Linked DNA regions of Capra hircus: region 1 is linked to region 2. A link is a contact called in public Hi-C data. All regions are on one chromosome and are shown on one strand. The core of a region is the stretch at or near the end of the contact, and the rest is flanking DNA. Distances in the headings are between cores, read along the strand shown.

What was found. A called contact is a pair of places that touch in the nucleus more often than the background predicts.
Region 1: a contact with region 2 is called in a Hi-C map of blood, with 1.8 times the contacts expected there. The contact joins the promoter of TRMO here to the enhancer-like site in region 2. A contact is called at or near these places in 2 of 5 Hi-C or Micro-C datasets (both in blood).

Annotation. Positions count from the first base shown.
Region 1 is chr8:62,755,566-62,760,518 of ARS1.2, forward strand. TRMO (tRNA (adenine(37)-N6)-methyltransferase) reads right to left here and starts at 1,493. Exons shown (of 7, transcript XM_013966050.2): 1 at 1,340-1,493. The coding sequence starts at 1,415. HEMGN (hemogen) reads right to left here. Exons shown (of 4, transcript XM_005683904.2): 4 at 4,882-4,953. The coding sequence ends at 4,882.
Region 2 is chr8:62,574,087-62,579,032 of ARS1.2, forward strand. No RefSeq gene overlaps it. Among named protein-coding and RNA genes, the nearest start is that of XPA, 5.9 kb to the left of the region's middle. Within about 2 kb of position 2,870, at least 2 of the 5 cell types and tissues checked have an H3K27ac peak or open chromatin away from gene starts, as enhancers often do.

The sequences.
Region 1 (4,953 bases), core at 243-2,742, 180 kb after region 2:
AGAATACACACATACATATAACTGAATCAGTTTGCTGTACACCTGAAACTAATACATTATATATCTACTATATTTCAATGAAAAATTTTTAAAATAAAATATAATAGAAAAATTTTTTAAAGAGAAGTCACAATTTCCTACAAAATAGTGTTAACACAATGTATTAAAACCCACCATGATTATTTTTCTTTTCCAAGCAGGCAAAAATAACAACAAAAAAAAAGGTCAAGAAAAGATGTAGGAAGACGTGTTTTCTTTAACGCAATGACTTCATAGTTTTAAAATCTACCAGATGTTTCCTACATGCGTGTATGCTTAGTCGTGTCCAACTTTGTGACACCCCAGACTATAGCTGTCCAACTTTGTGATGCCCCAGACTATAGTTGGCCAGGCTTCTCTGTCCGTGGAATTTTCCAGGCAAGAATACTGGAGTGGGTTGCCATTTCCTACTCCAGGGGATCTTCCTGACCCAGGGATCCAATCTGTGTCTCCTGCCTTGGCAGGTGTATTGTTTACCACTGAGCCACCAGGGAAGCCTCTACCAGATGTTCAGTTCAGTTCAGTCACTCAGTCATGTCCGACTCTTTGCAACCCCATGGACCACAGCACGCCAGATGTTATGCAACTATAAAACAAGATTCTTAAAACATTCATCAGTTTAGTTCAGTTCAGTCCCTCAGTCATGTCTGACATTCATAAGTACATATAAATATCCTCATCATTACATATGCATTGTTATATCCTTTTAGATAATAAACTGAAAAGAACATGGGTGAAAGGAAAAATTCATGTTTAGAAGACTTACTATAATTCAAATTCTATGCTACCATAACTATGTATGTGACCTTGGTCAGGACTATGGAGTATTTCAAATAGAGAGAATAAGGTGCACAAAGTTAAATGACAAATTTTCTAGCATAAGAAGGGAACAAAACAGTTTGATTGGAGTGTGAAATACAAGGCAAAGAATAAAAGGACACGGGTTGCATATAAGATGCTTTTAATTGAAAAAACACAGTACATGAAACGAACTAGTTTTAAGCAATAAAGGGAGTGCATGGGGTCACAGTACACAGTAGTTCTTAGTGCATGTGGCTATTCCGCCAAGACCTTGCCAACCTTAGCCACCAAAGAGCAGAGAGATGACATCATCCCGCTCACCTCAGACACATCACGTGGTCGCCTGAGCACATGATCCGTAACTTCGCAATAAATACGAAAAACGACCCTTGTCCATTCAAGGTCTCGCAAGTCCCGTCCCCCCTCTGCAGTGAAAACGGTTAAGACCTGCTCCTGGAGGTCTTAACGCGCGCAGAACCGCCAGCCTCTTAGAAGTTACCTGTCTCCAGAGCCGGCTTCACACACCCGCACGGGGTCGCTGTGGCGCGAGGCCCGGACTCTTTCAAGTCGCGCATGGCTACGGGTCACACAGGAGCCCACCCAACACGTTCAAACCTTCCGCTTCCGGTTTCCCTACCTGGCGCCTGCGTAGTAGCTGTGCCGGCGGATGGCGCCAAGATTGAGCACGCGCAGGGCGGGGGCGCTGGGGGAGTGAGGCTGCGGGCGGGGGATGTCAGAGGCTACCACTAGGTGGCGGTTAGAGGTTGGAGGCCTTATTCCGCTTCTGTGTCTTGTGCTGTCTCGCACGGACCCGCTTCAGTTTAAGGGTCCAAGTTACCGCCCTTTTGGCCTTCCCTGGTGGCTCAGAGGATAAAGCATCTGCCTGCAATGCAGGAGACCCGGGTTCGATCCCTGGGTTGGGAAGATTCCCCTGGAAATGGACAGAGGAGCCTGGCGGGTTACAGTCCACGGGGTCGCAAAGAGTCGGACACGACTGAACGACTTCACTTCACTTATCGCCCTTTCCATTGAGAACAAGTCGATGAAGATTTATGCATAAAGATACTCGAAATAATAAGCAACCTACTCATCCAACGCATGATGCTAATTTTTAAATAAAAAGAATATGTATATACAGTTATCACATAGCGAGATGACGGGATGTTAAGAAAACGTTAATACTTCTTGAGTAGTGGGAATACACAGATGGTCGTTTATACTTTTCTGTATGCTCCCAATTTTTCCATAATAAAAAGGATGTTTAGTCAGAAAAGAAACCCAAATAAACCTCGTTTCAAATCTAATGGATGTGTAGCTCTACACCAGACTAGGTAGAGATAAGAAGTGGGGACTATTCCTTGCGCTCCGTACCTCACGAGAACTGAAGTGAGAATGAAACTGAGTCAACGGCCGTATACATTGGGATTGTAGTGGTTGGTTGGGGGAAGCTCTAAAAAGTTGAGGGCCTACAAGAATCAGTTTTCAGCACCTGCAATACCAGTTACCCCTGCAGCGCTAGCCTGGCCTCTTACGTGTGTGTGTGTGTGTTAGTCGCTCAGTTGTGTCCGACTCTGTGACCTCATGGACTGTAGCCCGACAGGCTCTTCTGCCCATGGAATTCTCCAGGCAAGAATGCTGGAGTGGGTAGCCATTCCCTTCTCTAGGTCATCTTCCCCACCCAGGTACTGAACCCAGGTCTTCTGCATTGCAGGCAGATTCTTAACCGTCTAAGCCACCAAGGCCTCTTACCTACTTACTTGTAACCTCGTCTCCCACCTGTATATTTATAAAGTTTCTCTGTATGCTTAATTCTGCTTCTGAGTTTTTTATCCTGCTTTTTCTTGGGCTAGGGGAGGGAGAGAGACATATTGCTTGCAAAACAAATTATTCAAGATCGTAAAACTCCACAGATTTAAAAGTTTAACAACCATGAAAACCTGTTCCTAAACATGTTCATTTGTCATTAACTAATAGACCACCATCAGAAAATAACCATCAGAAGGAGTCAAAGATTTAAAGAGAGGATTGTGGGTTTTAAAACAAAAACTTTTAAAAGTGATGAAATTCATAACCCTACATGTCTGCTAGGTTTTTTCCACGTGAAATTTGAAAAAGAATACCTTTATTCTGTTTTCAGGAGGGAACAGTTCTGGGCAGCTGTGAAACAAAAGTTAAGTTGAGAACTGTTGAGCTCTTTGCACGATGTAAAACTGGGGCCGAAATGGCTGCAATTTTCCACTAGATGGAGGTGTTGCTAAAAGTGATAGTCGCTTTGTGGCCCAACAGAGGTATTTGCCTGCTTGGCCTTAGATATCATATACAACGAAAGTCACGCCAGAAATACGATACTAAGTGTGACATGTTCTGAAATGCATAGCAGACTTGGAGACACTGATGAAGTAGATTGTTACTTGATTTAAAGGAAAAAGTTCTCTTTATGGAAAGCAGGAACTTAAATATGTAGCACTTTCATTATATGATTTGCAATTTTTATTATCCTGTCTAGAGGATATATGATTATATAAATAACAATTATATGTGATTATTTGTAGTTTATGGTACAATCTTTTCTCTAGAGGTAGGATCTAAGAATCTGCCTTAAAAAAAAACCAAACCCTAAATGATTCAAAGTAGGTATCTGCCTACACTTTGAGAAACACTCCTCGATATAATGATTCTTTTTTTTTTTTTTTCTCTTAGTTGCAGCCTGGAGGATCTTTGTTGTGGTGTTCAGACATAGATGCCCCATGGCATATGGGATCTTAATTCCCTGACCAGGGATCAAACTGTGTCCCCTACACTGGAAGGCGGATTCTTAGTCACTGGACCACCAGGGGTGTCCCAGTATAATGATTCTTAATCTTTCATTTGAGTGAAGGATTCTTCTGAAAATCAATTAAAGCTTTGGATCTTATCACACATCATATTAGATTTAATATCATAAGATTCATGCATTTTAAAGAACAACCATTACACCCACAATGAGAGGAGGGTAAGCCCAAGGTAGGGCTAGATGGATTCTCACCAAACTTTAATTCTGCTATTCCACATGGACCCTGCATTAACTGTAGTACAGTGCATGCAGTTCTTGAACATATCTTGAGTTCACCCTTCTTTGTGTCACAAACAATAAAGCTGCTATCCTCACCTATAATACAAATCTTCTCTAACTTTCAAGGCTCCACTCGTGTAATTTTTTCAGGTCACTCTGGCAAAAAAGTGAGTATTCCTTGGTTGTATCTTCTATCCAAAGAGTATTAGCATTACTCTCTTCTTTTGCAATATTTGTTTTCTGTTTTCTTCCTCCACAAGACTAGATTAAACTCCTAGTAGGTAAGGACTATGTGTTATAGGTCTTCTGCCCCTCATAGTGCTTACCATGATGCTGTCCACACAGTTAAACATGTACTAATGATTTAATGTACATTTTGCACAATTACAATATTTTAAAAGTAAAAATAGAAAATCAAAATTCAAATATGCAAGTACATACATCACTCCAAAATATCTTTAAAGAAGTCCTAGAATGATAAGAATTGTTAAAATTATTAAATAACTAAAAGCTAACTTAAGCCTGCATAAAATTTTGATACTATTGTCACATTAATAATTGATCAAAGTTAACAAGAAATCTATATACTTCCCCAAATTTTAATTGCTCAGCCTTAAAAATGGAAAAAAGGAGGGCTTGATAATTTCCCCCAAGAGCAAACATTTCTTTGATTAATTCTTAAGGGGAGTAAAACTATTAAGTTTGTTCCCACCACTGTCCTCTCCCCAGATTACATACATACACATATGTGCACACACATACACACTAGCATAATATTGTCTATGTGGTAGAGCCTGAGAAAAAACATTAATTCTCACTTTCAGATATAGTCTATATATCTATATATCTATAGACTATATATCTATAGGCGGGGAGATACTGTTAAAATGTTAACGAGTATTGTAGAGATTTCTACCATATTTTGAGAAACACACATATGATGTACTAAGATGTGTATTTTGTTGGATGACTATGATGGTTGAACATTATTAAAACAAAACATAACTATAGATGTCATTTTCTGGGTTACTCTCCTGAGGTACATTTGTAATTTCTATTAT
Region 2 (4,946 bases), core at 1,620-4,119:
TGACTAGAATTTAGAGAAAAAAGAAAATAAAGTAACAAATGTTAGCAGGGATGTGGAAAAATTAGCATCCTCCTAGGGGGGATGTAAAACAATATTGCTGATGGCAAACGGTTTGGCTATCCTTCAAAAAGTCAAACACAGAGAATTACCACATACGTCAGCAATTTCACTCCTGGGTAGAAAGAACTGAAGTCCTCAAAGAGTGAAAACAGGTGTTCACACAAAAACTTGCATACAAATGCTCACAGCAGCACTATTCACAATAACCAAAAGATTGAAACTACCCAAATGTCCGTCAAATGATAAACAGATAAAATGTGGCGTATCCGAGAAGGAAAATAATTCGGCCGTAGAAAGGAAGTACTGACACATGCTACCACATGAATGAACCTTGAAAATATTATGCATTTCTTTTACATGAAACGTGGAATAAGCAAACCCATAGTGACATAAGCATATTAGTGGTTGGCAGGGACTGAGGGGAGAAGGAGATGAGAAGTGACTGCTTAATTAGTGTGGGGTTTCCTTTGGCGGGTAATGAAAATGTTCTGTCGTGACAGTTTCACAACATTGTGAATGTACTACATGTTGCTAATGGTAAATTTCATAAGTTTTTTAAAAATTCAAATTCTGACTGGGCCCAGGCAGGTAATGGAAGTTAATGAATCCATCCAGGTGTCACACTCTGTAAAGTGGAGTGTGAGGGCCCCTCTAAGGGAAGAGCTACTGCGTAGCTCCAGTGAGTAGACAGAATTTGGGCCCCTTGTTGCCAACTGCCCAATGTTTGAAGAAAAGTAACTGCTTCTCAAGTTGTAAAGCACATACAAGTCACCTGGTGATCCACTTAAAATGCAGATTCTGATTCAGTAGGTCCATGGTGGGACTCGAGCTATGCCTTTCTAATGAGCTCCCTAATGGAGTTGCAGCTCCATTAACCATAGGTCTAATAGTAAAGGTCAGGTCCACAGGTTTTCAAACTTGGCTGCACCCTGGAAGCAATTTGAAAAACGCAGTCTGATGTCATTGGTCAGGGGTGGGATCTGGGTATTAGGATTTTATAAAGCACCCTGTCCCCCACACCTATGATTCTAATGGGCAGCACACTTTGAGAGTCAGTACCCTAAATGACCCCCCTAGACGCTATGCTGGAGAAGGCAATGGCACCCCACTCCAGTACTCTTGCCTGGAAAATCCCATTGGCAGAGGAGCCTGGTGGGCTGCAGTCCATGGGGTCACGAAGAGTCAGACACAACTGAGCAACTTCACTTTCACTTTTCACTTTCATGCTTTGGAGAAGGAAATGGCAGCCCACTCCAGTGTTCTTGCATGGAGAATCCCAGGGACGGGGGAGCCTAGTGGGCTGCCGTCTATGGGGTTGCACAGAGTCAGACACGACTGAAGTGACTTAGCAGCAGCAGCAGCAGCAGCAGCAGCAGACTCTATGCAGCTCTAAGAGCCTCAGTGGACATGAGCTTGAGCAAACTCCAGGAGACTACGGTAAAGGACAGGGAAGCCGGGTGTGGTGCAGTCCATGGGATCACAAAGAGTCAGACACAACTGAGCGACTGAACAAAACAAACAAAGAGCCTTTGAGACTGCAATATTTCTGTGTGGGACAAGATAACTGTTCTCTCCGAAGGTAACCTTTTGAGAATAATTAGCCCCTGGAACCTCCTCCCCAAGAAAGCACTCCAAGCTTGAATCCTGAAGGACAGGGACCATAGCTCAGATGCCGCACCGGTCCTGGTATTTTGTTAACTCTTGACAACCTTTTGGGTTTCCTTTTACTGGTAACTCCCTCTCCTTGGGCTTCCTGACCTTTGTTAGCAAGTTTCGTGTAACTGGGTCTGAATTGTTAGCTGAAGCCGCAACCAGGCTAAACCAAGGCTCCTCCTTTAGAGAAAAGAGTACATGCCCCAATCTGCACACCCCACACAGTGACAAAGGCTGCAGGGCTTGCCCAGAGCACAACGGCATGAGTCACCTTGGTGGGGGCACAAAAGGAAAGCAAGTGAGGAGAACAGAGCAGTAAATATGTTCTTGCCTCACCCCATTCAGTGTCAGGAGCAATCTCTGACTACATCTGTATTCTTGCTTGTGCCTCTCACCTCCCAGACCAACTGTGATCCTGGCTGAAAGAGGAGTAATGAACAAAGCACAGGAAGAACTGAAAGCCCTAACAGAGCTTGAGAAAGAGCGGGCAGGTAGGAATGGAAGCCAGGAGGGGAATGAAAACCTTGGCAGCACTTCCTGGTAGACCTCCTCTCTGAGAGCATTACTGGGGTTAGTCATGCCTGAGAGGACAGGATGTGAACATATTTGTCTTTATCATCTAGTAAATAGTACATATGTGTGGCTTTCTTTTTTACTTTCATTTTTTACCCCTGATTGCTGTGCTTTACCTCTTAATGTGGTCACTTTGAACATCACTGGCATAAATTTACAATAGGAGAACATCCATGGTAAGGAGAACACCAAGTTGGGCAACTGTCTGGGATAAGCACACAGGAACACAGAAATTAGCCTGATCCTATAGACCTAAGCTGTATTGCTTTAGTAACCCAGGAAATGCGGTCTCTTTTGTCTGTAACTGACGCCCTTCTGGAAAAACTTTAAGATTTCAACCTCCCTGAACCAAAAGATAAAGCGATTGAGGCAAAGCCATCATATTGAAACCTGGATCAATAAAATGTATGTGCAAAGGGATTTAGAAAACATCTTAAAGACCAACAACCATATTCTTTCCAGAAGCAATAAGAAGGAGGAGGGTCCAAACAATTCAACTAAGGACAGGAACTAGGAAAGATGATTATCAGTGCTGAAAGCCAAAATCTAGTCACCCACTCACCAGCAAGGGCAGATCTTTTCCCACTCTGCATTCCCCAGGTCCTGAATGTGGGCCAAGGGACCTTGCTTCTTACTGCCTTTTCCAGGAAACCTGCCTGTCTCCTTCCTTGGGCACCTGTCAACCTCACGTGTGCTGGTACTGTGGCTCCTCCACATAAGAAGTGATACCTACCTGCCTCCTTAACTAAATTATCAGGTCCTTGAGAGATGGGACCGTCTAGTTCATCCCAGTATCGCCAGCACAGCATCTGCACAGAGTAGCTGCTCATTTAATGTTTGTGGCATTAAATAAACAGAACAAATAATGCTGAATAAACCTACTCAGAGGCCTCACCAGCACTGAAAACTCAACGTCCAAAGCTGAACCCGACAACCAACTCAGCTCTGGTATTTACACACCTGTGGAAACAGGGAACACTCTACTTCAGAACAGCCCACTCCACTGTTGCCTAGTTTTGGCCATTATTTTTTGCAATAATAATAATAATAACAGTAAACACTATGGTCTTAGTATATAGTAGGTGTTTCTAAGCATTTAAAATTTATTAATTAATTTTTATAGCTACTCAATGATTGTATTCACTAATCCCAGTTTATAGATGAGATAATAAGGTACAGAGATGTTAAATAATTTATTCAAGGTCGTAATCTAGTGACAGAGCTGAGATTAACCAGGCACAGCCCAGCCCCGGTATCAATAATCTCAACCACTAAACTTTAAGTCTCAACATTAACAGAATGTCTTCCTCTTACTTCTCCACTAGTACTCATTCAGAGCTGGGATCAGAAACCAGGTCCTTGCAATACTCTACATGGGTAATACCCTAATACATGGTCCCTGCAATGCACTTCATGGCTTGAAACAGACAGGACTGTCTCTGTTTGAAGTCTGGTTTGAGAGTTATTGTTGCCAGTCTTAAATAGGGCCAAAGGAGGATGAATGTGACCCAGGGCTCATTCATTAAGTGGATGAACTCCAATCGACATAATGGGGTGATAGTCTTATGGTTGCCTGTTTTCTTACTACCCCCAACTGGAGTTTTTGTTTTCCTTTCAATTACCTTTATAAAAAGTGTGGTTGCAACTTCAAACCACAAACCACTTAAATTTTATTGGCAAGTACTTCCTCTAATGGTTGGAGTCCCATTGAACAGTGAACTATTTGTCACCAGACACACTTGTTTTTACAGTTTTTATAATGTTTGGAAATTGGATGAGTGTCTCTGGCTTCCATCCTTTCTCTGGTCCTACAGCAGGCCTAGTTCAGCTCCCATTGTCTTTTCCCTGAACAGCCTCCAGGCTGGTCTCCCAGTCTCTCCTGACCCATCTTATACTTGGTCTTACAGTTTCATTTTTCTAAAGTACAGCTTTAGGGAATCTCCTAGCAGTCCAGTGCTTAGGACTCCAAATGCTTTCACTGCTGAGGGCCTGGATTGAATCCCTGATCAAGCAACTAAGACCCCACAAGCTGCACAGTGTGGCACCTCCCCAAGAAAAGAGTACATCTTTAACTGTTTGCTCAAAAATCATTTGACCCCAGTTCAGTTCAGTTGCTCAGTCATGTCCGACTCTTTGCGACCCCATGGACTGTAGCATCTGACACCAAGCCTGCAGTTAATCCCCATCATCTGTTCCAGCTGCCTTTGGGTGCTTACCTTCCATGAATTTTCACTGAACTTTATGCTCTATCTTCCTATCTTCTAGGCTGGTCCTGCATTCTTCTTGCTTCTGGACTATTTCCCTCTCTGCAATTCTTTTGTTCATGCACTCACTCACTCATTCTTTCATTTGTACATACATTCAATCAGCAACTTTAAGGCCCCATGCTCCAAGCGAGGACTTATGCTGAGGACCAGGAATACAGCAACAAATTAATGATGCTCCTTTCAAGAAACTGATTTCCATTGCCTTAAAGATTAATTATGTGGATTATCTTTTCATGTGCATATTAGCCATTTGCATATCTTGTTGGGAGAAATGTCTATTCAAGATCTTTGCCCATTTTAAAGTTGAATTATTTGTCTTTTTATTATTGAACTGTAAGTTTTTATATGATATATATCCCAGTTTTCTAATTGTTTCCCTTATGCTTTTGTATT